6 separate regions of the Mus musculus genome follow, and all the other regions are linked to region 3. Evidence: chromatin contacts called from public Hi-C, HiChIP or PLAC-seq and promoter capture Hi-C data. All regions are on one chromosome and are shown on one strand. Each heading gives the region's core, a stretch centred on a gene start, on an enhancer-like site or on the middle of the called end of the contact. The rest is flanking DNA. Distances are from core to core; before and after follow the strand shown.

Evidence for each region. Promoter capture Hi-C pulls out the DNA fragments that hold promoters and counts their contacts. A called contact is a pair of places that touch in the nucleus more often than the background predicts. HiChIP or PLAC-seq counts read pairs in DNA pulled down with a chosen protein or histone mark.
Region 1: a contact with region 3 is called in a Hi-C map of the N1E-115 cell line, with 4 times the contacts expected there. The contact joins the enhancer-like site here to the promoter of 1700113H08Rik in region 3. A contact is called at or near these places in 6 of 39 promoter capture datasets (cranial neural crest, frontonasal cranial neural crest, hippocampal neurons and 3 more), 1 of 484 Hi-C or Micro-C datasets (the N1E-115 cell line) and 1 of 115 datasets of contacts at active chromatin or transcription factors (embryonic brain).
Region 2: a Hi-C map of the N1E-115 cell line shows a contact between it and region 3, with 7 times the contacts expected there. The contact joins the enhancer-like site here to the promoter of 1700113H08Rik in region 3. A contact is called at or near these places in 7 of 39 promoter capture datasets (the 3T3-L1 cell line, 3T3-L1-derived adipocytes, hippocampal neurons and 3 more), 3 of 484 Hi-C or Micro-C datasets (the N1E-115 cell line, liver and nephron progenitors), 2 of 115 datasets of contacts at active chromatin or transcription factors (embryonic forebrain and embryonic midbrain) and 1 of 9 other capture datasets (pancreatic islet).
Region 4: a contact with region 3 is called in an H3K4me3 HiChIP or PLAC-seq map of embryonic basal ganglia, with 5 times the contacts expected there. The contact joins the enhancer-like site here to the promoter of 1700113H08Rik in region 3. A contact is called at or near these places in 6 of 39 promoter capture datasets (3T3-L1-derived adipocytes, cranial neural crest, embryonic stem cells and 3 more), 1 of 484 Hi-C or Micro-C datasets (cortical neurons), 6 of 115 datasets of contacts at active chromatin or transcription factors (embryonic basal ganglia, embryonic forebrain, embryonic hindbrain and 3 more) and 1 of 9 other capture datasets (liver).
Region 5: a contact with region 3 is called in an H3K27ac HiChIP or PLAC-seq map of embryonic brain, with 12 times the contacts expected there. The contact joins the promoter of Ascl1 here to the promoter of 1700113H08Rik in region 3. A contact is called at or near these places in 6 of 39 promoter capture datasets (the C10 cell line, cancer-associated fibroblasts, embryonic stem cells and 2 more), 1 of 15 datasets of contacts at CTCF or cohesin (liver), 9 of 484 Hi-C or Micro-C datasets (the N1E-115 cell line, the Patski cell line, embryonic stem cells and 4 more), 22 of 115 datasets of contacts at active chromatin or transcription factors (VIP interneurons, craniofacial prominence, embryonic basal ganglia and 12 more) and 2 of 9 other capture datasets (liver and pancreatic islet).
Region 6: a contact with region 3 is called in a promoter capture Hi-C map of neural stem cells. The contact joins the enhancer-like site here to the promoter of 1700113H08Rik in region 3. A contact is called at or near these places in 9 of 39 promoter capture datasets (the 3T3-L1 cell line, 3T3-L1-derived adipocytes, cranial neural crest and 6 more), 1 of 484 Hi-C or Micro-C datasets (cortical neurons) and 4 of 115 datasets of contacts at active chromatin or transcription factors (embryonic basal ganglia, embryonic hindbrain, embryonic midbrain and 1 more).

What each region holds. Positions count from the first base shown.
Region 1 is chr10:87,383,366-87,387,670 of GRCm38.p6, reverse strand. No RefSeq gene overlaps it. Among named protein-coding and RNA genes, the nearest start is that of Gm23191, 21 kb to the right of the region's middle. Within about 2 kb of position 2,855, at least 3 of the 459 cell types and tissues checked have an H3K27ac peak or open chromatin away from gene starts, as enhancers often do. A contact at or near this core is called in the N1E-115 cell line, where this site is marked.
Region 2 is chr10:87,322,848-87,327,514 of GRCm38.p6, reverse strand. No RefSeq gene overlaps it. Among named protein-coding and RNA genes, the nearest start is that of Gm23191, 39 kb to the left of the region's middle. Within about 2 kb of position 2,209, at least 7 of the 459 cell types and tissues checked have an H3K27ac peak or open chromatin away from gene starts, as enhancers often do. A contact at or near this core is called in the N1E-115 cell line and embryonic forebrain, where this site is marked.
Region 3 is chr10:87,055,709-87,059,972 of GRCm38.p6, reverse strand. It overlaps 1700113H08Rik (RIKEN cDNA 1700113H08 gene), which reads right to left and starts at 1,927. Exons shown (of 6, transcript NM_029685.1): 1 at 1,814-1,927.
Region 4 is chr10:87,445,589-87,449,795 of GRCm38.p6, reverse strand. No RefSeq gene overlaps it. Among named protein-coding and RNA genes, the nearest start is that of Ascl1, 46 kb to the left of the region's middle. Within about 2 kb of position 1,970, at least 80 of the 459 cell types and tissues checked have an H3K27ac peak or open chromatin away from gene starts, as enhancers often do. A contact at or near this core is called in cortical neurons, embryonic basal ganglia, embryonic forebrain and 3 more, where this site is marked.
Region 5 is chr10:87,491,531-87,495,737 of GRCm38.p6, reverse strand. It overlaps Ascl1 (achaete-scute family bHLH transcription factor 1), which reads left to right and starts at 2,078. Exons shown (of 2, transcript NM_008553.5): 1 at 2,078-3,385; 2 at 3,747-4,207. The coding sequence starts at 2,650. The coding sequence ends at 3,345.
Region 6 is chr10:87,419,838-87,424,377 of GRCm38.p6, reverse strand. No RefSeq gene overlaps it. Among named protein-coding and RNA genes, the nearest start is that of Gm23191, 58 kb to the right of the region's middle. Within about 2 kb of position 2,952, at least 17 of the 459 cell types and tissues checked have an H3K27ac peak or open chromatin away from gene starts, as enhancers often do. A contact at or near this core is called in neural stem cells, where this site is marked.

The sequences.
Region 1 (4,305 bases), core at 1,606-4,105, 330 kb before region 3:
ATCGAATTACAGAGGCACCATTCCTATAGCTCTAATGGTGAAATAAGCCATCTTTTACAGCAAGTCACAACTCAAATGAGACACTCTTCCTCCTAAGGAGATTTAGTTATTAGTTGACCTGGGAGTAACATGGAGTAGCTTCCCAAACCCACGTCCAAATCTACCATAAAGCATCAATGAAAAAATTCCCCAGCCATCACTGAAGTTTTAGAAATGATTTAAGAGATAATCACACATTGAAACAACTGGTTTATTTAAACAGACTATTACAAGGACATCTGAGGGGCCAACATTGCCTTGCTGTTCCAGATCCATGACCTTGGTATGGCATGAACAAGTCTTTACCCTTCTGTCCAGAAGCACTTAACCTGACATCCATGATGGCTCACCATGCCAGTTTCCAACTTTCTGCTTAGCACATTCTCTAGCTGCTCCCGATACATCCTGTCTCTATGTGCATAACTTCCCTTTCTAATAATTATTTTAATTTTCAATTATATGTACATATGTATGTCTGTGCTGAGGTATGTACAGTGCTCAAAGGAGGGCAGAGATGTGGTATTTCTTGGAGCTAGAATTACAGACAGCTGTGAGCCACATTGTGTATGTGCCAGGAACTAATGGGTCCTCGGTAAGAACAGTATGAGCTCCCAAACACTGACCAATGTTTCTGACCCCAAGTCTTTTCTCAGATTTCTATCTTTGACCATTTTTCTCCTTCTTGGATCTTTTAGTTCATTTTCTGGTCACTGTGAAAGAATATCTGATAGAAATGACTTAAGGGAGAAGAGATTTCTGTTGGGATACAGTCTACCAAGACAAGAAAGGCATGGCCACTGGGTCACTGTGGCTCTGACTGAGTGGTGGAGCCTGCAGTGACGCTCCTTCCATCTCTCGCACATAGGGAGCTTAGGCTGTCTCCCTTATCATCCAGACCAGTTTCTTCATGTTCATAATTATGGTCTTATAAGAATTAAATTAAAAAATTAGGTGTAGTTATATTTTCCTAAGTGGCTACGGAGCAATGGATATAAACACCTATTAAATTTATTCACTCTAAATACTTAGTATGCAGAACTGTTTAAGTATTTTGCACACCCCTCCTCCACTTTTAGGGTTATAATTACACATCTTTTTGTGGGGGGGATATGAACCTAGGTCCTCATGCTTGCTTAGCTGAGCTATCTCTCAGCTTTACTGTAAGAACTTGGTAAACAAATCACCACTGTACCAATTTGCTACTAAAGTATACTTTCATAAGGATCAGTACACTTACTAAAGTGTATTTTTAAAAGCTATTCTAAATTGAATTATGTATGATCATTTAATGCATTGATCTTCTTTTTCTCCCTCTTCTTCTTTGTCTTCTTTTGTCTTAGTTTTATTTTCATTCACTCACCCAGAAGTTGGAAAATTACTTACTTTAAAGAAAGAAGTAATCAATGAATTAACAATTGAGTCTGATAAACCAGTGTGCTGGAAGATGGTTTGACTTCACAGCACCTTCTGCAAATATGAGCGAGGACATACCACTGCACACTCTCCATATTAGTCTTCACTAAGGGAAACACTGGTCAACAAATAAGAAATCTTACCATTTTTATATAGATTTATGTTGAGTTTGAAGTTAAGAATACTTTTAATTTTAATTTTAGCAGCATGTGGTGGTGCACACCTTAATTCCAGAACTAGGAAGTCAGCAGAAGGTGAATTTCTTAGTTGGAAGCTAGACTGGCCTACAGAGTGAGGTCTAGGACAACCAGAGCTACACAAAGAAGCCCCATATCAGATGAGAGAGAGAAAGAGAGAGAGAGAGAGAGAGAGAGAGAGAGAGAGAGAGAGAGAGAGAGAGAACTTATTTTATCCTAGAATAGAAACACCAGTCTGAATTATTAAATCAAAGGCAGTGATCTGAGAAGTGTATTGAGGTACTTTCTACAAGTATCTAAAATTATATAGAAAGTATTTTCAAACAATAAGGAGATGCAAATGACTGTATATTCTTTTTAAACAAAAAAGCACTCTAAAGATGGTCCCCTGGTCAACATTTTCTCTCTCATTTTCATAATATGGGCTGGAAAATGTCTCAACCAAATTAAGCTAATGGAGGCCAGTGAGTGCGGCATTCATTTGAAGAGCAAGGGGAAGATAGAGGAAAGACAGGTAATGATTTGTGACAGGGGCCCCTAAATTTGATTTGAACAATTCAATTACGCATTTTAAAGTCCCCCCAATGAAATGTGCCAAACAGCCCTCCATTCTTCATGCATGCAGATGGGACAATGACCGCTCTCAATAGTAACCCCCCATCGCCTTCTCTGCAGTGGGAAATGGATGGTAAGATTTAAAAAATAAAGCTGACCTCCAAAATCCATTCCTAGCCTGATTTTGTATATTTCCTGTAATTTTGGTTTTGTCTTGAATGAGGGCCACATGCTTCATATAGCTTGGATATCCAGATCTCCAAGGCAGGGGCCATGGGTGTGGTGTCTTATGGTCACATATACCAGGCCATACTCACAGGCCAACCTAGACTTTGGTGGGCAGGCAGGCTTGCCCCTAGGTCCACTGAGCTGATGATGAATAGCTGTGAAGGCTTTGTGATTGCTCAGGCTCCTTTGTAGGTCTGGACAATGGAGAAGGACATAAGTCTGGCTCAGGAGAGCAACGGATAAAACTGCTGGGCAAGATGGAGGGCTCCTGCCGACAGGACCACTTGTTGACATTGAAAGAATTTCACAACAAGTGAGCAGAAACAGAAACGATTCTGTTTGGCGGAGCTATTAGTTGCAACGTGTGGCACCGGAGCGGTCACTCCTCATGTGTTTGCTCACTAATGAGCTCTGAATGGCCATTAAACTGGGCTGCTATAGGCCCAGAGCCACCCGGACAATGGCATGCATGAGTACCTTCCTCTGTTACTATTGGCTGGCCCAAGGAATAAACAACTGGTCTCACTCAAAATTAAGCAGAGTTGACAGTACAGTTAGATGATCATTAATTAGTGTTTGTGGGTAGACGAAGACTCATAGCCATTTCTGAGGACAAGATAGGCTAGAGTGACTCATTTCGAAGCACAATTCAGGCTGGCTGTGCCCTATTTCTGGAGCCATGTGGAATGGTAGCCAAGGATTTTAGAGAGGGTCAAATAATTCGTGCAATCTGTTTGAGGAGGACAAAATCTTTTTAAAGGAAGTTTGAGGGGCATTGGTAAGACTTTTGTTGAGAAGGAAATGAGTTATTTATAGAAAAAGTTTTCTGGGCTGAGGCATGTGATGTGTAGTTCAAACACCTTTGTGTTGAAAATCTAATACTGCACTGCTTTTTGGCTGAGCTTGGGCATCTTCTCGGAGTAGGAGTCTCCATTTTCCTACAGAGAACGTGACAGTAACTCTAGTGGCAGTTTCAGAGCTATATATTTGTCTCTTTGGTGTGACAGGTGCCTGATAAGAGCAAATTAAAAAAGGAGTGGTTTTAAGTTTGCTTTATAGTTACAGGGTACAGTACGTTATGGTGACAGGCTATTGTGACAGGAGTTTGAGACTGCCAGCTAAATTATGTCCATAGCCAAGAAGCAGAGTGCAATAGATGTGTATGCTCATCTAGATTTCTCCTTTTAATTGAGTCCAGGATCTCAGGCCACCATACACATATAATGTGGGTCTCAATTAATCTAAACCAGATAACCCCTCATAGATGAGCCCAGGTGCTTATCTCTTCCGTGATTCTAGATTTTCATCAGGTCGATAACCAATTGACATCTCAATAGGGTTATCACAAAGATCTAAGGGAAGACCTTGTAATTTGTATTACATGACACAGACGGGTTAATCGTTTTCTCAATGGCACATAGTATGCATAGAAATGGTATCTATATAGGATAGGGTATTCTACCAACCTACAGAAAAAAAGTGTGAAAATGGTCTAGCGAACGGTCATATTTAAATATTCTCCCCACACATTTCATTCTGAAAGGAATTATTAAAACTTCATAACACCTTAGATGAACTCAGTAAGAAATTAATTTTCTTTTATTTCTAGTCTTTGAAAATTTTATACATGTACACAGTATGTATAGTGCTTTGATCATCGTCACCCCTACTACCTTCCTTCCATTCCCCCTAGAGCTACTAAACACAGCTCCCTCCCAACTTCAGTTCTTTATTTTTTTTCTTTAAATTTAATAACTAGCTGAGACCAATCAGTGGCATCTACATGAGTATGGGTGTGGGCTTATTCCCTTTGGAAGGGTAGCCTATCACAGCCATACCTCACCCTCACCCTAGTGACATGATATTCTCCTCT
Region 2 (4,667 bases), core at 960-3,459, 270 kb before region 3:
AGCTGCCACTGTCTGCATTTGACAGTGCCCCCCCCCCCAATAATTCACTACTCTTCGCTCATCTGCACAGGGGCAGAAACAGGTAGTCCTGATTTCCCAAGAGCAGCTCAGGCCCAGTAGCAGTTGCAGTAGAAGCTAGCAGGAAAAAAATTTTTTTGCACACTTTGTATCTGTGCCATGTGTTCAATTTTTACTCCACCACCCTGTAGCCTGGGACACTATTCCCTGAACTATATATTCCTCTATTAGGACAGCATCTTCCTGCACTGTGACTTTTAAGTAAAGGCAGCAGAAGACACATTTCTTTATATGTGGAGAGCTGGAGATGTTAAATGTTATGCTTAATATGTGATGGCTTGAGTTCTATTCCAACCATGAGGGAGGAAAAATCCCTCATGGCAGACATACTCTCCTCATAAAAGAATGATAATTTCTAATCCAGGTGTTGTCATGAATACCCACAATTCTATGATCTTAACTGCACAGCAGGGTGGCACAGGATTGTGGGTTTGAAGTCAACTTGAGCAAATAGCAAGACTCCATCTAAAACAAGCAATACTCAGAGAGAAATAAACACAGCATGGCAGCCTGATTCCTAGAAAATCAAGCCACATTATTCCAGTTTCAGACACAATAGCCCTTTAATGTTTAAATGATTAAAGATCAACCCTTTTAAAGATTTATCACCATCATCACCATCACCACTACCACAACCACCATTATTTTTGAGGTGTGAATATGTGTGTGTGTGTGTATGTGTGTGTGTGTGTGTGTGTCTGTGTCTGTGTCTGTGTGTCTGTCTGTCCATCCATGGAGGTCAGATGCCTCAGAACACCTGGAGCAGGAGTTACAGGAAGTTCTGAGGTACTAGACTTGGAAGCTAGTGATCAAAACTTGATCCTCTGAAAAAGTGTTATGTATCCTTAGCCAGTGAGCCAGCTGTACAGTTTCCAGACCTTATGAGTCAGAGTGCCTCCCCCATAACGAAAAGAGCAGGATGCTCTCCATATTCTAAAATGCATTAAGACAATTAAGCAAAGCTCACCCCAAATGAAACTATGCAAGGGGAAAGTGTTTCATAATCACACTACCTTTCCTGAACCCAGATTTCAAGAGGGCTGAAAGACAAGAGCTCCCAAGAAGCTAAAAACTATTTGAAAATTTTTGAAGCAAAAGCTCATGACACAGAAAAACAATTCCAGAAAGGGGAAAAAAACATCCACTGAAACGTAAATCAGCCACAGGGAGGAAGCCTTGCAGGGGCAAGCTCAGAAACACTGCTGAAGAAACAACTTTCTGTTATAAGTAATCAGATAATAGGGCTCTGTTAAGAAGCACAGAATAGTTAGATTCATCCACATAACTTAATTGTACAGGTTATTAAAGAGCAGTTAGCCCCTCCTACTCCAGCTTTTGTGTATTAAACTCAGACTAATCAAATTGAGGATTCCAAGAGTACTACGTTAGTCAGCCCCATCCCTTTTAATTTGTTTAATGGCCGTGCGTGAGTGTGTGTGTGTGTGTGTGTGTGTGTGTGTGTGTGTGTGTGTTGATGGGATGTCTATTGCTTAGCTTCCCAACATGTAAATAAAGAATGGGCAGAGAGACTTTTGCAGAAGAGAATAAAGCGTGCCTCCTTTCTCGAGCTGCATTTGATGTTTGAGTAATTCATGGGAGGCTGATGGCAAGCAATGGTGCTTATTATTTCCACTGAGCGGTCTGCAGACATAGAAGAAGAGAGGAGGCGAAGAAAGGAAGGAAGGAAGGAAGAAAAGGAGTCTGAATTTACACTCGCTGCTTCAAAAGCCCTTTTGTACTCCGCCAACTTCTCCTGGCCGAAGATGCAGTATTTGCCCAAAAGTCGCCTGCAAGAAAGCACACAACACGACCAAAGTGGAAAACAGCCCACCAAAGGACTCCTTTGCCACCCACCCCATTTTCTTTAATAATTTTCCCTTTGCATAAAGGACGCGGTTCTAGAAAGTGGCACTCACTCGGGGTCTTACAATGCCCCACTGGGCTTAGAAAACAAACCACCTCGTTAGTGAAGCTTCACGTTCAGTTCGGCTGTTTGGGTTAATTGTCTTTTCACCTGGCTCCAGCCATCAAGTCAACATGAATGAAGAATAGGAGTTACTTAGCATGGAGAGTCCGTCCCTGGAGCAGGCCCCTCCGAATGATGGTCTGAGCAGAGTGAGAATGGCCGTGTTGTTTGGGTTGCTGTTAGCTGCCCTTGCTCATTCAGACTTTCTGTCCATTCAGACAGGGAGGCCACGTGTCCAGAACCTGAAAGGGGCCCCCGCTACACAGAAACTTGGTTCAACTTACTCTTTCATATGTAGGCTTTTCCATGGATTCTGTGTTTATTATCTGGGTTCAGAGCATTTTCTCAAATGCGCACGCATTTCCATTTCTGGTTCCACACGAGTGCGGAACAACGCCACAACGTAGGTTTGCTGTGTGGTAGAGGAAAGGCAAGAGGGAGAAAGGAGAAGTAAACAAATGTGATCAGTAATTCCTTGTTCACAGGCTCCACAGACACCTGCTGAAATGCCACGAGCCCAGTGGGATGACTTGTTGAGGGTTTGGGTTCCCGTGATGCCAACTGGCTAACGTTCCCTAAGAACTGACTGGTTGTTTGGGCATCTTTTAGGAACAACTCTGGTTCATCTGACTTATTTAGAAATAATTACCCCATTGGTGGATTATCAAGGCCATGTTTTCTCTATAGTTTCTACCTGGACACCTGCTTTTTTTGTGCATTTTAATACTAATTAGTGTCCTCAACCTTGGGATGAAGATCTCAAGTTTAGGGCAGGAACTGCTTTCTTGAACGTTCGTCATGTGCCAAGGGCTCCAGTAGCTTCTGGGGATAGATAAAAAGAACCAATTGCTACCCACCCACACTTTGAGGATTTAATGCCAGGCACACAAGGATTCAGAGAAACACCAGGAAAACAAGTTCAGGGGCTACGGAGGAATAGAGTTGAGCTCCCTTAACGCTCTTGATGTGACTCTTCAAGGTGACGAAGGTAGTCTGAGTTTCAAAGAATGCAAATGAATTAACCAGGTAAAATGAAGAGAAAAAGAATTTCAGGAAGAAATAACTGGTGTGTGAAGTCAAAGCTATACCAAATAGTAGGGTTAGCTCAGTACAACCAGAACATAAAGGGAGAGAAAGACAGGACGACATGGAGAGGCTGAACCGGGCGTTACACGTGAAAGAGTTTGGTCACCATCTTGAAGCATTGAAAAATCATCTCGCTGGCAACAGGAAGCCCCCGAGGACTAAAGCAGGGTTGAGAGATCAGGCCTAAGTTCAGTCTTAGCGGAAATAGATTTGAAGGGTGGCTGTGGGAAGGCTGCCAGTGGACAACTGCAGCCATTCAGAGAAGAAAGGGTGAAATCAGGGAGAGAGGGAGAGGTTTGGGGGGTTCTGGCTGTAGGTGGCAGCGCTGCTGACAAGCAGAGGCTGAGGAAAGATGAACTAGGGAGCATGTTGAGGTCTGGAGCTCACTGGAACAGTGAGCTTTTTCCTCAAGCGTTGGTTTAAATGAGGCTCTTCCTGTGTAGACCGCACCTCTACCTACCTGGGAGGTAAAAATGAATCCTAAGCGATGTGATTTAAAAAAAAATCTAAATGCTGCATTTTGTATCTCTGCAAAGGACTCCTTTATGTAACTATGTTTATAGTACTAGAGATATTTCATGATAAAGTAGTGGGGGAGGGGCAGTAGCTGAGTAGCTGACAAGTTAAAAGTCCAAAGTCCAAAACAGTTTCTTGGAATGTCAAGAGTGGTCTAAAACAATGAGAATGCGGTAGCCTGACTATGTTTTCGTTGTCGACTGGTAAATGTGGACGAGAGACAGACTTGAGTGGCTGAAACGGAGCTTGATACGGGACTGGAACTGAAGGGGATGTCCCTTGATATAGTTTAACACAGATCTCTCTTGTTAGAATCAACTAGATTGTTGATTAAAACTCAGACCCCAGTACTATCACCCCTCCCCCACGATACCGATGGAGAATTCCACATGAGCAGAACCTGGTGCAACTGTATTTAAAATAAATTAACTACCCTCTCCCAACACCATACTCTAACCAACCTTTTAAAAAATGCTGCCAGATGTCCGAGATGGGATGTGGAGACCATATCCTGATGGTGGGTATGGAATTTGAAAGAGAAGGCTTCATGCCGATACCCTGGTCTGCTAAAAGCAGAGCTGGGGCAAGTAACTCTCACTTATCAAGCCATGCAAATGCATCTACAAAAGGAAGACAGGGTCGTGGGTGGGTCTAACTGAAAACTAAAGATGCATGGAAAGGTCTGTGGAAACAATCTATTTAAAATGCTAATTTCAAGGTGCAATTTTGAAAAGTTCAAATGGAATTACCCTGCCAGGGGGAATAAAATCACTACTATAGGACATGGGCTAGTAATTGGAAATTGCAGTGCAGAGCATGGACACCTCTCTATGACTTATTAATCAGAGAGGCCTCAGAGGTCTCAAACAACACAGGACATTACCACATTCCCTTGTTACCTACCATAAGTACATGCTAAGACCCTACTGCTAAAGACACCGCACACTTTAGCTGCAGGACATAGAGAAAGCAATCTCAGTAGGACAGGACATTTCCTCCACGCTGGCTAGTGTTTACTGTG
Region 3 (4,264 bases), core at 678-3,177:
AAACACTGGCTCAAATTGAGTAAAAAGCATTTGAAAAAGTCATTAAGAGCCCTCAAAAGAATCGCTTTTTTTTCTGGTTGTAAGTGTGTATAGCAAGGATCTAAGACGTGTTTTAAAGTAAAACAACTCTCTCATACAGCCTTGGCTACATGAAGCATCGTTCTCTAACAATGGCCTGGCCCTCTTGGCCTCTCTTTGTCCTCCAAAATGCCTCTTTGTAAATCACAGGTGTTTGTGGGCAGAAAGACCATCAGAGGGGAGTTTATTAAGAGTTTTTTTCTTTCCCACTTGTTCTAAACCTGTTCAGAGAGCGCTTCATGCCACACACCAAATCTCCATAAAAATCAAGAAACAAGAAGTTTTCTGTACGTCTGCCCAACAGCCGCACTATGACATTAGTTTCGACAGCTCTGTGACCCGTATTGTCCCAACTTTATTCACTAGTCTCTCTTTCTCTTTCTTTTTCTGTTGCTTTTTTTAAAAAAAGCCTTTATTGGCATTTGGCATTTTTTATCTACTGTAAAATAAAAAGGAGAAGGATGGCTTTTTTTAAAGCACTCCGTGTGACAGTTAAAAAAAGAAAAAGAAAGCTATCTACAGTTACTGTAGTAATGGTTTAAAGGAGGGGGGTAAGCACCTGCAAATCAAAGAAAGATGCCGTGGTGCTGTCATCGGACTCCCCCTCCCTTTTCTTAAAGTTATTTCGTGGCCATTATAGAGTAGACCTGGCAATGAATTTATGTGACAGCTATGAAGTTAGTATTAAAATTGTGAATACTCCCTAGCAGTTTTCATGGCCTTACTATAAGATAGTCTCAATTTGCCACACAGCGGTGAATAGGGTACAGAAGGGGGTGTGTGTGTCTAATGAATGGGAGGAGGGTGGGTGAATGGGAGGGCTTCCCAGGAGGGGCAGCACAGTAGTCGCCAGAGAGTGATTTATTTTTGCCCTTCCAGAAAGGAAAGTCCGAAGAAGCAGCAGCCTGAAAGGCCCTGAAGCATTGATGATGGTGGGGGGGGGGGGCATGGGGGCGGGTCCGGGCGGGTGTCTTTACACATTTTACCATTCCAATGCCAGTTCTAGAAGCAGGGATCAAGGCTGGGCTGTGGTAAACCCATTCCTCTAGTCTTCCCAAATCAACCATGAAATGCCAGCAGGGAGCAAAGGTAGGGCCTGCTACTACTGAATGGGAGCAAGGCAAAAGAGGGAGAGTGTCAGCCTTGATCCACTCGGGGAGAGTTCGGAGAGAGATGAAGCGTGCTGGGTGTGAGGTGGGAGAACTCTTCAGAAGCAGGGAGGATTTAGAGAGGGCATTCAGAGGGAAAAAAATGAGGTGAAGTCACTGCAAAGAGCAAAGGGGCGTGCCCAGGGCGCACGGCCCCTCCCCAGACCCCTCCCCCGACCCCTATTAGCATGCGGGCAGCGCGGGCCACGGGGCGGGGGCGGCGCAGTGGGATCACAGCGCTGGGCGCTTTGTGGGCCGCGCTCGCCTCCACGGGGGACCATCTGCTCGCTGTCAATGCATCACCTGCTCGTCTGGGCTGTCGCCCGGGCAACCGAGGGCGGGGGAGATTAAGGAGCGTGTGCGTCTTGGTGTGGGTACTGGCTGTAGGGGCGGGGGCTGGGCACAGCTCTGTCCTCCTCCACTCTGAGACTGGTCAAGCCGGATGGAGGGGGACGGGGTGACGACCACCAGGAGCGATCAGGCTCTGCTGCTCGCAGCCCCACGGCCCCTCCCGAGAGCCACCCCTACCAGAGGTGGCTGGAGTCTATAGAAGCCAAAAACACGGGGTTCTCTTCAAAGCAACCTACCTCCTCTGTGACCAGACAAGACCCACGACTTGTCTTCTGCCTGTCTACCTGCAGCTGCAGAAGCCCTATCCTGTGCCCGCCGCTGCCTTCCAAACGAGTTGGCCCCACACTGCCCCACCCTTATGGACACCTCCGGGCACCGTTCCGAGAGCCCCTCAGTCTCCCGGCAACCACAATGGGACCAGCATCGCAAGTGGACCCTGCCCCGCCCTGCCACCAAAGTCAAAGACAGTGACCACATACATCTCTTCTCCGAATCTGCTCTGCCACCCAGCCCCAAGCCCTGGACAAGCCTTCAGCTTAAAAAGATGAGCATTACTTGATTATCTTTTGTTAACAAGTTGGTTTTTCACAAAGGAGGTAGTTCTAGGGGTTATGGAGGGATTTTATTTTTTACTGAAGTCCCCTACCAATCTAGGCCTCTCCCTTGAATCCCAAGTAAAAGGAGAATGGTGCTGCAGCCAACAGCAGGGGGCATAGCTATGCCATAGATGGGAAGAGTGCCCTTTTCCCTCTTTGAGCCATAGTCTCAAATTTCTTGAAAGTTCAGAAACTTTCAAGTAATTCTATTCCAACCAGGCAAGGATTTAGCTGTGCCCACAAAGGCAGTTCACATCTGCCTGGGGATTTTATTCAGCTCGGCAGAAAAAAAAAAAACACACACACACACACACACAAAAAAAAACCCTATGAATGCTGTGTAAGGTTCCATGGACTGCAACCCAAGCCAAGGTCTAGGTTTAGGTTTGATTTTGCTTTGGGTTTTGAATTTGGATAGCGATGGTTGGATTTTTGAAACAATGTTTCATCTGTTTGCTAACACATACTGGCCTCAAACTCACTAACCAAGTGTGGCACTGAGTGCATTGTGTAGCTTAAGCTAGCCTGGAACTCACCAGTCTTCCTATCTGATTACCCACATGGGAACCTAATGCCGGCAACTAGTTAAGATTTTGTTTGTAGGCAGTGTCTAATAAATTCAAAACAAGGTTCTAAAGCCAGGAATCCCAGCACTCCTTGTGAGGTAGAGGCAGGCAGATCTCTGAGTTCAAGGCCAGCCTGGTCTATAGAGTGAGTTCCAGGATAACCAGAGTACACAGAGAAACCCTGTCTTGAAAATCAAAAACACAAACAAAATGTGTGTGTGTGGTGGGGGGAGAAGTGGTTTTTGTTTCTAATACTTAAAATACTCTTAAAACAAATCCAAAAGCAGGCATAAAGACTTACAACTCTAATCCCAGGTTTTACAAGGATGAAGCAGAAAAATCTCTAAGTTCCAGGTCAGCCTAGGCTATGGATCAACAACAAAACAAGTCAAAAGACCAGGTTAGACTCTGGATGATTCTGAGCTGTTGCTCCCAGAAGCACTTAGACAAGCAAATAAGCCACATCAAAGCTATGACAGTATTGTCAAGATGCCTCTAGACAAGAATGGCAGCACAGGGTTACCTGCCATAGCTCCAACCCAGAATGCTGTTCGCTGAAATGAATGGCATTTCAGGTGCCAACCATGGGAAATATGTTTCAGTGTTAGACTAGCAATACAGCTACAAAGTAGATGTGAGATTCCAACTAAACCAGGACCCTGGAGTTGCAAATTTTGAGGTAAAGACAATCATAATACAAGCACTCTTCTGTTTTGCACTTTCTGTTTTCTTGGGACACTCTGTAGCCCAGGCTGGCCTCAGATTCTCAAGCATCCTCTTACCTCTGCTTTCCAAGGGTTAGCTACCAGCTACAGTGCAGACGTGGTAACCTTGGGGCACAACTTCTATGTCCAAGTAACCAGACAATGGAGGCCACTGCCTGCAAGCTAGCCTCAAACAGAGGGAAGATACTGGAGGTAGGGGAGAGGTGAAGTCTTATTCACAGCTCATACTGGGTAGAATATTCTCATACCGGCCAATTATGGGGCATTGGTCTACAGAATAAGGTCAAAGGAAAGTATATATTCAGCATCTATACCAGAACTCTAAGCTGATACCCAGCCACCTCTCAAACTCTTTTGAGTATCTTTGAGCTGGAAAAGCCTTATATGTCTTAGGAAGAACTCATTACATAGTCTGGCAGCTGTTGAAGAGACAAAGGTTGTTATACTATTTGCTTGCTTGGTGGCTTTGCCATGTACATATTGGACAATCACAAACGCACATGCACGCACACATACACACACACATGCATGCATACATGCATGCAAAAATTTATCTCTTTCCAAATCAATTCTTTATGTCGAACTACTTACCCCAAATTTTCTCTTGGTTTTCTTCATCTTTTCTAATGGAGCTTCTATTCCTTGCCGTGAAGTTTGTTATCAACTTTGCTCAGCTTCTCTAAAATCCAACTAAAGTCTATCAGCAAGTACAGTTTCTATCCTCTAATTTTTAAATACAACACGTGAATCAGATTAATGTCTGATGAACTTTTCTTAGTTTGCTGTCACTGGGTAGCCAA
Region 4 (4,207 bases), core at 721-3,220, 390 kb before region 3:
GAAATTTCAAAAGACCCAGAGAAAAACAGAACTGTAGAATCTGAGTCTGGGATGATCTGCTTCCAGGGGGTGGAGATGAATCCAGTCTTAAAATGGCTTTCAGGGCAGAGCTGTCAATGCAGAGAAGAGAGCAAGGTCTTGAGACTCGAAGACGCTTGTTGGGTCCAAGGGACAATAGTGACCTGTAGAAGAGGGGTCATCCCGGACATGACAACAAAGGGAGTCCTGCTTTGATTTTTACTCTGTGTGCCTTGTAGCTTCGGCTAAATCATTCCATTCCTGTCATCCAATGATAATTATGAGGGGCACGCTGCAGCTGACTGGCTCTTAAGTTCTACCACACTGCATCTAGCTCTGCGAAATTCAGGATCTAGGGAGATGCCTGGAACTTTCAGAAGAGAAATAGGTAGATAAAGAGAAATTCAGGGACATACTAGATACATTCACACCTTAAGGGAGGGCTTACTTTGTCTCTCTACCTCAGAAGGTTAAGCTTATGTTTCCTTGGCCTCTCTTACTCGGGCAGGGCATCATGGTAGCAGGAGCATGTGACAGTCAGGGAAGCAGAGAGGACTGGGGGCCCAGGTACAGCCATCAGAGTGGCCACCTCTAAGTGGTATACTTCCTCCAGAAAGATGCCACATTCCGCAAGTCTGCAGAACTACCCCAAAGTGTACCACTGCCTAGGGAGCAGGTATCAAGCACAATCTGGAGGGACAGTTTATATTCAAAGCATAACAGATGCCTTAGAGACATGCTTTGTCCCTAGGGTCTAGGTTAGAGAGTGGGTAACTCTCAATGCTTCAAAAGCCTAGGAAACCAAGATCTATTCTTCTTCTGTTTTTCTTTCGTTTGTTTGTTTGTTTGCTTGTTTTGTTTTTCTTTTGGTGAAGTACACAGTTTCTTTTCTTTTCTTTTCTTTTCTTCCCTTTTCTTTTCTCTTCTCTTCTCTTCTCTTCTCTTCTCTTCTCTTCTCTTCTCTTCTCTTCTCTTCTCTTCTCTTCTCTTTCCTCTCCTCTCCTCTCCTCTCCTCTTCTCCTCTCCTCTCCTCTCCTCTCCTCTCCTCTCCTCTCCTCTCCTCTCCTCTCCTCTCTTCTTTTCTTTTCTTTTCTATTTTCTATTCTATTCTTCTCTTTTCTTTTCTCCCTTCCCCTTCTTACAGCCTGCTTCTCTTACTTCATCCCATTGGAGTATGGGGAAAGTTCACGCTTAGGGGTCAGGGGTATTTGGGTCCAGAATCCCCCATCTGTTTGTAAATTACTAGGTGAGTCTTGCCAGACCATTCTGGGATCTGGACTTCCAGACCCTCATCTGGGACCATCATCGAGATTCCTCCTGGAGCACAGAGTCTGTGATTCTATTACCTTCCTCCCCGCTGGCGCAGAGGAAGGGTCAACCTCCTGCACACAAGCCCACCCAACTGTCCTAGAGCAATAAAGCAATTTCCTTGGAAATGGTTTAAGAAGAAAAGTCATGAGGCTCTTGCAGAATATGATGAAACCCAGTCGTGGCTGAATATTAAGTTAGAGAGGGGTCTGTGACTCGGTGGGGGTGGAGGTTAGAGGAAAAAAAAAAGAGCCGAAGCATTAGGAGAGAGAAATTTTAATTGCGATTGTTTGGCCCATTGATCTTAGGCAAAAGACAAGAAGCCCCCAAAGCAGCCTCAAACACAGATATTTGAAAAGCAGACGGCTGGGGGATGGTTTGGTTTCTCCCTCCCTTCTGAGGCTGTTTGAGGAGCGGTCTACAGCACTGACAAGCACGGGTTTTGGAGGCCATTGAAAAGTTTTGGGTCTAAATAGGGTAGGCAGCTTGGCTCAAGCGTTGCTAAGGAACACCTGGCAACGGGCAACAATAGGCCTTTTAGAGAATCCGGGGCAAACAGTGACCGTGGTAATGGGGTGGGCTTAAGGGTCTCCTTGCAGGCTGGGCCCCTCCTCTCCTCACACTGGGGCCTGGGCACTGGGCTATGTTCCGGAAATTCCCTGCACAAAGCCCCATTCAGTGGGAGGAGGGCCAATGCGTGTGCTGTGCGGGGAGTGGGGGTGGAGACAGAGGGAGGGAGGGAGCGGGGGAGGGGGTACCAGAGAAGGCGCTTTACTGCCAAAAAAAAAAAAAAAAAAACCCACCCAACCCTCTCAAGTCTCTTTCTTCTCCTAAAGACTAAAAGAGGCACAGAAAGTGCTAAGTTTGTAAAAGAGGCTGAAAAGATTCAGAAAAAGTAGCATAAAAGGGGCTGGGAACGCCCAGTGAATTTTGAACAGAGAGCAGAAAAGAGACCCTAAAAAGCAATTAGTGATGCTGCTTGTAAATGAAGAGGCAGCTAGTTTGGGGTGGGGCGCTGACAGCTGGAGGTAGGTGTGCGAGGCTGGTAAGCGAGTTGGGGGTGGTTGGGGAGATTGGAGCAGGTGAGGAGAGCAGGATGGGGGGGGGAGATGGGGGAAGAGGAAGGGGGTAGGAATTGGAGGGGTGAACAGTGGGGAGACCTTGGACACATCCTCCACTCTAGCCACCTCTTTGCTGCTAAGTGAGACTTGGGCTAAACAGCTACCCCGCTCAATTTGATTTTGCTGTTGGGTAAGGCCGACCCAGAAAAGCAAGGAAGGTTTGAGCAAGTGAGGGGCAAGGGTGGGATCTTCATCTTGGATAACCACAAAGGAAGCCCCAATATTCTGAGTGCTTCCCTCATCGCATCGGGAGTGAGTAGTAGATACTCCAGGGAGTTGGGTGTCTGCCTGGGTCCCGGGGAGGCTCAGATGACAGCCAGTGGAGGAAGGCAAGAGAGCCAACAAATTAGCACTACAAATTCCTCGTGCCCAAGCTGTATAACATTAGTGCTCAAACACCCTACTCAACAGCTCTAAAGATAATAATTTTACATTTCCAGCAGAATGTGCACAGTGACAATTATCTGTATTCCTACTGTGTCGCAGCATCAACCAATAATCAAGAGAATTATGTTCCAGTTGAAAGCAGATTTAAATAAACAGACGCTAAATGGGAGCCAATAATAGATGTACCAAAATAGTTCAGGCAAGGAAGCAGCCATTCAGATACAAAGCTGTTTAATGAAGAAGGCAGGAGGTACCCAGACCCCAGGGTTTACTATGCCCTGTCTGCAGCTCAGCTAGGATGACACAATCTAGCTGTCTCTGCAGATGTAACCAATGTGCTGTCTTCTACCTCATCTCCCTTCCTTCAGTGGATACTCACCATTCATCATCAGCCAGGAACATTTGGGCATCATCCCAAAATTATTAAACCCTGCCATTACTTAGCACTTGTGTCCCTCTGCTCAGGGTTAAGATATGGTCATGTTGGCCTTGCATGGGGCAGGGGAGTAGTGTCAGTTTCTTAAAAGTATACCAGTGTCATTTTTGCTAGAAGGGGGAATGAGATACTGAAGAAGCAGAGGAACAAGGGTTTACAATAGAGTTATTAAATCAGTGGTTCTCAACCTGTGGGTCCCGACCCCTTTGGGGTAGCATACCAAATATCCTGCATATCAGATATTTATATTACAGTTCATAATAGTTGGAAAATTACAAACTAGCAATGAAATAACTATGGTTGGGTGTCACCACAACATAAGGAACTACATTTAAGGGCTGCAGCATTCAGAAGGTTGAGAACCACTGCCTTAAATCATTGCATGTGACAGAGGTTACTCCATGGGTCACACATGATCTCAGTTCCAGAAATTAAGAGATTAAAGGGATGGTCATTGCCCTTAAAAAGCCCTCAACTGTGTAGGGAGGAGATAACCAGGGAATTCGTGACAGTTAATAGGCGTCTATAAATGTACAGTGAGAAACACAGGAATGGGCTCTGATAAGTTAGGTAAAGGAGATGCCAGCGAGAGACAGCTAAGTCTTGAGGGTTACGTAACAGATACTGGAAGGGAACCTTGTGGCAGATCCATTCAGAAAGCCTGGTTGGTTCCAGTTACCGTACTTCTTTGGCAAGAATGACTTCAGGATGAGATGTTAGAAGACAGTTGAAACTAGAGGAAACTAATGGTGACCAAAGAAAAGTTCTTTGAGACTAGGGTAACGGCAGGGTAATGAACAGAGGCTTCATCTTTATCTTCCTGTTTCCCATGGAGGGCTTTTTGTTTGGTTGGTTTTTTTTGGTTTTTGTTTGTTTGTTTGTTTGTTTTGTTTTTGGTTTTTTGAGACAGGGTTTCTCTTTGTAGCCCAGGCTGTCC
Region 5 (4,207 bases), core at 829-3,328, 440 kb before region 3:
ACACACTACACTCTCTCACAACTTGGGTCCTACATGGATGTTTGAGGATGACGTCATGGATCCAGCCTCATTCCACAGTCTCTGCTTCTGTGGGGAGTGTGGGGAGCTGTGGGGCAGGTAAGGAAACAGACTTCCGGAGGTCAGTAAGCTAGCTATGCTAGAGCCTACCAGCTGTGCGGGGGGGGGGGGGGGAGGGGCTAGGGGGAAATCACAGAATTGGCCTGGCTACATCCAGTGCTCCCCAAACCTATTCTCCTACCAAGAGAAAGCCAAGGCAACGTGTGTCTGAGCCACTTAGGAAGTACCACTATTACTCTAAGAATACTCTTAAATACTCTCATGTCTAGGTCATCTCTCTGGGTCATCCTTGTGGACCCTTTAGAATGACCCATCTCCACAAAAAGAAACTCAGCTAGAGCAATTCTCCCAGCCAGAAGTGGTGACCAATGCTCATATTTTCCGTACTGGGGAGGCTAAGGTTGGAAGATTGTCAAGAGGCCAGCTTAGGCTATGCAATGAGACACTTAAAAATGGCTCCGATCATGATTAAAATAATAATAACGACGATAAAATAACTAGAAGCCATTATCCTAGTACTTCACCATAATCATTACTGAACTCCAGTCCTTGATCAGACCTGGTGACTTCTGGACAAAACTACCAGAAGAGTGCCCTCCGCCTAGTTCTGCCTGTGTAGACCCGACCAGAGACTACCCCAGGGTGCACCAGAGCAGTCTGAGACCTTTGCCTGCAGTGCTTTGCTTTTCTAAGCTGGACTGGGTTCGGACAGAGTGCCAGCCTGAGGGCCCGGGAATGCGCCTGGGCAGGCACTGTCCCAGCAGCCCGGTGACCGCTGCAGGCACCTCCCCTTCTCTCGCGGTGCCAGCACACGGCCTCAGCGGGCTCCGCTCCCAGTCGCCTGCCACCGGTCCGCCAGGCACACGCCTGGGGCGGGATAGAGGCTGCGCCAAGGCCTCCAAGGCGCCTGAGACAGGGAGGGACAAGGAGGGAAGACTTTCAGTTAGCTCAAATCCAGTCACTCTTTATTCCACACAGCCCACAGCTTCTTTCTCCAGAAGATCTGAAATATCCCAGAATGCCCTCCTTTCCCATAGCGTCTAGCAAGCATCTTTCAGAGGAGTGGCGGCTGTTATAGAGGGCCAGAAACAGATAACCCTGAGTGCCTTCCTGCATACACTTCCCCACACCACTGTGTCTCACAAAAGCTAGCCTCCAACTTATTCTCCTGCCTCAGCTTCTTAGGGAACTGTCAACCTATCCTGTTCATGACTCCCTATCCTTCCCACCCTTAGCGAGTTGTGCCCAGCACATCCAATCCTTGAAGCTGAATGGAACAGCAGTGGCAACCCCATATGGCTGCAGAGGGAAAGGCTGCTCAGACAGGGTAGAACTTACTGAGACCACAAAGCTAGTGAGAGGACTCAAGTTCTCATACAGAGAGACCACTAGTGTGCAAACGCTCTCCCCTCCTACCTTCCTAAACCTAATGGCAAACATTTTATTTTTTAGGGTCACAAAGAATCCTCCGGAGTTACTGCGGAGAGAAGAAAGGGGGGAAGCAGAAGCCCAGCCCTCCACTTCCAAGAGTTCCCTTTGCCACTTTTTCTGCCTAAACCCTTCCCTGAATTTTCTTCCAAGTTCTCAGGAGACTCCAAAGACACTTTTCCCTCCAGACTTTCCACCTAGGCACCCCAAGTCCAGGAGTTATTTGCCCCCCCCCTTTTTTAAAAAGGCCCCCATTTCTAGAGCCACCCCCTGGCTCCCGGAGCCACCGCCCCGAGCGCGCGGCCTGTTTATTCAGCCGGGAGTCCGGCACGCGCCGGGCGCACGCACTGCAACAACAAACCAGGCTGAATGGAGAGTTTGCAAGGAGCGGGCGCGGGCAACTGGAGGGGGGGGGGGCGAGAGGGAGGGAGCTGAGGAGGTGGGGGAAGAGGAGGGGTAGTGGGGGCTGCAGCCGCTCGCTGCAGCAGCGGGGAGTGGGGGGCGAGGCGGGGCCAGGGCTGCGCGTGGGGCTGGGTGTCCCATTGAAAAGGCGGCCGCACCGCAGCCGCCCAGCAGTCTCTCACTTCTGGCCAGGGAACGTGGAAGGCGTACCGGCTGGGAGCCGGTTAGGGAGGGCGAATTGGGGGGAACGAGAGAGCAATTAGAAAGAAAGGGGGTTCAACCAAATAATCCCAGAAGCAGGCTCAAGCCCAGGCTGGAGCAAGGGAGAGCGGGCGCAAGAAAGCGCAGCCCCGGAGCAGCTCCACCTGGCAGAGTGCGCTCGGCACTGACTTTTGCGGCTGCTTTCCTTTTCCCTTTCCTCTTTTAAAACCGAGAAGGCGCCGGCGGCGGCCGCACACGCGAGCGCCACGCGAGGCTCCCGAAGCCAACCGCGGCGGGAGGAGGGGAGGGAGGAGGCGGCGCAGAGGGAAGACGATCGCCCAGGCACCTTCCTCCGCTGCAGCCTGACAACTCTGCCTCCTTCTGCGCGTTTCTTCCCCTTTAACTTTCCTCCGGGGCTCGTTTCTCCCCTCTCCTTTTTCTTCGTCCCCCTTTGATCGTGCTTCGCAGCCCCGCTTCCTTCAAGGGCTCTGCGCACCCTGCGTCCCCAACTCGTTCTCCCCCGCGACAGTTTGGCCCGGCATGGAGAGCTCTGGCAAGATGGAGAGTGGAGCCGGCCAGCAGCCGCAGCCCCCGCAGCCCTTCCTGCCTCCCGCAGCCTGCTTCTTTGCGACCGCGGCGGCGGCGGCAGCGGCGGCGGCCGCGGCAGCTCAGAGCGCGCAGCAGCAACAGCCGCAGGCGCCGCCGCAGCAGGCGCCGCAGCTGAGCCCGGTGGCCGACAGCCAGCCCTCAGGGGGCGGTCACAAGTCAGCGGCCAAGCAGGTCAAGCGCCAGCGCTCGTCCTCTCCGGAACTGATGCGCTGCAAACGCCGGCTCAACTTCAGCGGCTTCGGCTACAGCCTGCCACAGCAGCAGCCGGCCGCCGTGGCGCGCCGCAACGAGCGCGAGCGCAACCGGGTCAAGTTGGTCAACCTGGGTTTTGCCACCCTCCGGGAGCATGTCCCCAACGGCGCGGCCAACAAGAAGATGAGCAAGGTGGAGACGCTGCGCTCGGCGGTCGAGTACATCCGCGCGCTGCAGCAGCTGCTGGACGAGCACGACGCGGTGAGCGCTGCCTTTCAGGCGGGCGTCCTGTCGCCCACCATCTCCCCCAACTACTCCAACGACTTGAACTCTATGGCGGGTTCTCCGGTCTCGTCCTACTCCTCCGACGAGGGATCCTACGACCCTCTTAGCCCAGAGGAACAAGAGCTGCTGGACTTTACCAACTGGTTCTGAGGACCTGCCAGGCTCTCCTGGGAATGGACTTTGGAAGCAGGTACGCTTCATGTGGGGATGGGCAGAGCCTTTCTTGACTAGGTCCCTTTTTCTTTTTCGGTGTGGAGGGGGGAGTTCACGGAAGGTAGGGGCTGTCTCCAGGAACCCAGGGGTGAGAGGAGGTTACTATGTTGTTAGTTTGTCCATCTCAAGTGCTAGTGTGTTAACTTCAGTCTTGGCCCCTGAGAGTGGCTTTGCCCAAGTTTCCAAGAGCAGAAGGTCGAGGTGAGGCATAGAGACCCTGCGTATTGAGTCCTGGGACTTTGTCCAAAGAGATGTTTTACCTGACAGATTCTCCAAGCCTGAATAGCTTCTACCACACCCCTTCAAGTTCACACTAACCTCTCTTGTTTCTGTTACAGGATGGCAGCAGATCCTGCATCTTTAGTGTTTCTCGCCAACGACGTCAAATGGGGAGGCAGAAAAACAAGGGGAAAAAAGAAGAAGAAATGAAACAAACAAACCAGACAGCCAACCTACAGGGGCACCTTCACTAAGATGCAATGTTCTCAGCAAACAGGGGTGGGCTCCAACAGTGTCTCTGCATTCCAACATCATTTCCAGACACGAGAAGAGTGACTGGTGTCTGAACCTAAGCCCGAATCACAGATGGGTTCCTTTCCTGGAGCAAGAGCGTCACACACACACACACACACACAGACAGACACTATATTAACTCCCAACCACTAACAGGCAGGGCTGGAAGCGCGCATGTGCAAGTGCCTTCACCTCCCACTCTCTGTCAGAGCTGTCTTAGCCCCCTGAAACTGGGTTGATGTCTTTCCTCAGTCACCCCCATTCCAGCGATCTATGGACATTTGCC
Region 6 (4,540 bases), core at 1,703-4,202, 360 kb before region 3:
TGCTTTCAAGCTGACCACTTAGTATCATTTAACCAATTGGAGGAATGTTTCTTTCATCTCACTCGGAGAAAAGCTTCAAAGTAGCCTCCAGCATCCTCTAAAGCCCTTACAGCCTGCAACCAGGATGCACTCATCTCCTCTCCTCCTTGCTCACCTGTCTCAGTGCTGTTCCCAGAGACCTTTGCATGTGCTTCCAGTTCAGTCTCTGAGCATTTGAATGTGCCTCCGGTTCAGCTGCTGTACGTGCCCTTCCTTCTGTATAGGATGCTTTGCCCCCTGAACTTTTTGGTTGTCGTTGTTACTTTCTTTAGAATTTTGTGCTAAATTTACTGCCATAATTAAACCTCCCAAACACCCTTGATGACATATATTATAGGGCTTAGGGCAACATGAAAACACAGGGAATCCTCTCCCTCCAAACTATGCTAAGAAAGCACCAGGAGGAATAGCTTGAATCTGAAGCTTTTTGTGACCAGAAATCTTTTCTAAATAAGTAGCTACAGTATTCCACGAAGCTCATTTTTAAAGTGACTGTCAAAACCTTGGTGACCTTTTAGAGCTCTCAAGTCCCACATATCTATCCTTAGAAAAAATTAGTAATATTTTATAAGTTAGGTAATCATTTGTGTTTCATCAATACCATTTTGTTATAAAGTTATATGACATATAAAATAAAATGGATGTAAAATATATTTACATAGTTTCTTATAAAGAGTTTGCATTTTAGTCAATCTCCTTTTGTGTGATAGGATGTTTAAAATGTGAATATGGAAGTGGTAAGTGTATCCTTTGAGTAATTTCTCTGTCTCCATAACTTTGAAAAATAACAGACTCTGACAAGCATATCTTTAAAATTCTGTGTATCTTTTGGACTATCTTTTTTTTTTTTTTAGGATTTTGTAGACATTTTTGGGTTAGCAAGGGCTGTTTGTTTTGCTATTAAAATCTAAAACCTTTAAGAGTGATTGATGATGCTCAGACAGCCTGCATTTGCACACCCAAAACATATAAAGGCAGAAGATTTCTTCTGAGACAGGCAGAAGAGGCAAGGCTTCATGGGAAGAACTTCCTTTCCTGACAATGACTGAACAGAAGGGGAATTCCACCTCCACTTTTCTATAGAGCATTTCTCTTTTCTATAGAGAGGATGTTCAACCATGCATGGACACACAGATGGATACAGATGCTTCTGTCTCAGTGTTACCAGGGTAAAGGACCAGGCTTGAGTTTCAGATAAACGCTCATACACACATGTATTTGTAAGATATCAAACCCATCATGTCTATTGCAATGGGGGAGTTAAAAACAAAACCATAAAAAGTACAAGGCCAGATGCTTAATTAATGTATCCAATGAGCATAAAATTACTCTGTCAAATTTCTACAAATGTCTATACTTGTTTTTATTCTGTAAAAGTTTTTATGACAAGGGATACAATGCATTAAGAGTACCTGCTTAGCATGTCTGAAGCAAGCCCTAGGTTCAATCAGTACTAAATAAACCAGACAAGGAGGCACAAACCTGTATCCTAGCACTGTGAGAGAGAGGCAGGGGGATCAGGAGTTTGAAATTCTTCTTATCTATATATAGTGAGTTCAAGGTCAACATAGGCTATATCAGTCTCAAAAAAAGAGAGCCAAATAAATTTGTAAATATATAAATAACAATAATAACAACAATTTGAAGATTGGCTGAATTTGGAACACGATTACTCTATCTTTCTCCTCAGTTTTTTTTCCCCACTTGATTCTATATATCTTGGTTATGTCTCTTACTTTTAGCCCATACTCCCAACCACTGTGATTTCTTGCTATATTTCCTTGAGAGTAAGAGACATTTATTTGATAGTTACCCTTGTGTTCCTAGGAGGAAACTATGTATTCTAAGAGCACAATGAAAATACACATGTTTGATCTGTCAGTCCAGGGAGATTTGATAGCAAGTAAATACAGATTTGTAAACGTTTAGCAGGGCCAAGTGGGGCAGGGATAGCATGTAGGACATCAAGCATTGGGATGGTCTTTCTATTTATTTATTTTTTCTTTATTCTTCTTCTTGAATCAATCCTTTGCAGTTAAAACAAGACATCATAAACCTGCTTTAGTAAATTTCTGGAAATAGAGGAAACCTACACAAGTAGACAATATTTATGATGCACACAGCCACAAAGGCATGATTTCTGCAATGCCTTTAGACGAGTTTCAAAGTTTGAGAGAAAACTTGTACTTACACATTGGCAGATATGTAGTGTGTGTGTGTGTGTGTGTGTGTGTATACAATTATTTCACCTTTAAAGATCTTTGGGCAGAGATTTCAACCCTCTACTATATGTTCTAGTTATATACAACATTATTTTAAAACATACACCTCATGTTTGCTATTTTGCTAAGAAAATGGACTTTTCTGCCCTCATACAAAATTTAACCCAAGAATTCAAGGAAGGAAAAGGGTGCCTACATCTCTTGCTAACTAGAGCTGGATGTTTTCAGGGTGGCCTATAAATCTCGAACGTTCAATGTTGTGAAAAATGCCTTTTCCACAGAGCTGATAACATATTTCATTTTAGTCAATAAAAGAATCAGGAGAGAAGTTTGTTCATTTGTTTTCCTTTGAGGTAGACAGTCTTTCCCATATAGGAAAGCTAGCTTTGACCCTTCTGCCTATCCCAGATCTTGCTGAATAGTCTCCTGCCTCAGTTTCTCAGGTGTTAGGATTATAGGCATAAGATGCTACCCATCAGATCAGAAGGATCTTTAGCAGGTTTCCTAGGCAACAAATACATAGTACAGTACAGTTGATGCCCTTCATACAACATTACAACAAGCAAAGGATAGCTAGGGAATGAACCATTGCTGTCTGTCTCTCTGGCAGGGGCCAGAGAGCTCTTGTGCTGAGACCCAGCAGGTGGATAGCTGCCAGGTTCTGTAGCAGGACAAAGAGGATGTAGCCTAGAATCTAGGCTGTCAGGCTGAGGCCATGCTCTATTTCATTTTTCTTACACTGCCTCTACCCTTCACTAATTACTCTGCCTTCAGCTTCTGGCTAAGTCAGTCCAGAGTCCTGTGCTTGCACTGTAATTCAATAGTCTATATACAACATTTGTTGGACTTACAAGTAAATGAACAAATGGGTTGAAAAACATAAAGAATCAAATGTGTTTACCCAACAGTAAAGAAAGCTACACACACACACACACACAGAGAGAGAGAGAGAGAGAGAGAGAGAGAGAGAGAGAGAGAGTTATACTGTTATAATTTTGCAAACACATTCTAGTTTATGGAGGGAGCTAGACTCTGAAGTTTAACTGGGAAAAGAATATGAGGAATAGGTGGTGAACGTATGGACAGACAGATAGTTTATTCAAGGTAAAATGTGAATATACAGCAAATAAACATTTAATCTTCACTATTGATCAAGAAATGGACCTGGAAGAAAAGGATAGAAAAAAATATCAATTAAGAACTTATATCTAAAGTTAACATATTAGAAACTTGGGTAATCACTAAAGATAACTTTCAAAGTAGTAAGTGGACTGAGGGAACCCGAAAAAGTGCACATAATTCTGAGCTCACTCTCAATTGAATTTACAAATTTAGTATATATATTTGAGCTTCAAATTCCTTAGGAATAGATCCTAAGGAAACAATAGAACAAATCTTTATACATACACAGGAGAAAACATTGCTGACAGTAAAGGACCATTCAGGAGCCAGTATGGACAAGACATTGTAAAACTAAACAGAAATCTAAAAGGGGCAGCGATGATATAAACTCAAAGGTGCATGCAATATGCAAAAGCCATTTTAGGCTTTGAAAATTACACATGTGCTGATTAGCGCGGAAATTAAAATATGCCCATTGTTTTTAGAATGATAGGGTAAGATTATGGTCTCCCCCACCCGCTTTATTTTTCAGTTCTCTTAGAGTATTTTTTCCTATTGCACGCCTTGTACTTTGAAAGGAAAAGGAACAGGGTCAGTATGTGGAAAAGCTGCCCCTCCTTACAGTCAATTTTCTCCAGCCCTGTCAGCTCCCTTTCTCAGGAAGGAGATGATGTGTTAGCCCTAATCCCCTCTGCTGGCTGCCTCCCCATTCAGAAGGGAATGCAAATACTTCCAAACTAGAGCATTTTAGACCTATTCAAGGCCCAAGACAACACGCTTTGCATTAGCATTTGAAGTGTGAGGGCTGAAAAAGGGGAATGGACAACTTTTTTTTTCTCTTTCTTCCTTTTGGCTCCAAGCATGGGGAGACTTGAAAATGTCCTTTTTCCATCCCTTTGCGCACATAGGCATTGGCGCTAAACTTCAGAGCGACACACTGGCTGCCCTCAGGGGAAAGCATTCAGGGGGATTTTTACACATACACAGAGGGCCATCGCCTGAAATAAATCACAGAACTGAGGTGGTAGAGATGAAGCGAGGGGTTCAGCTGCTGAGCTGGGCGTCCGGAGGCATGAATTTAAATCGCCATTTATTTTCCTCTCTCTCCTCTCTCTCTCTCTCTCTGCTCTTGCGTGAATCTTAGTTTCTTAATCTTC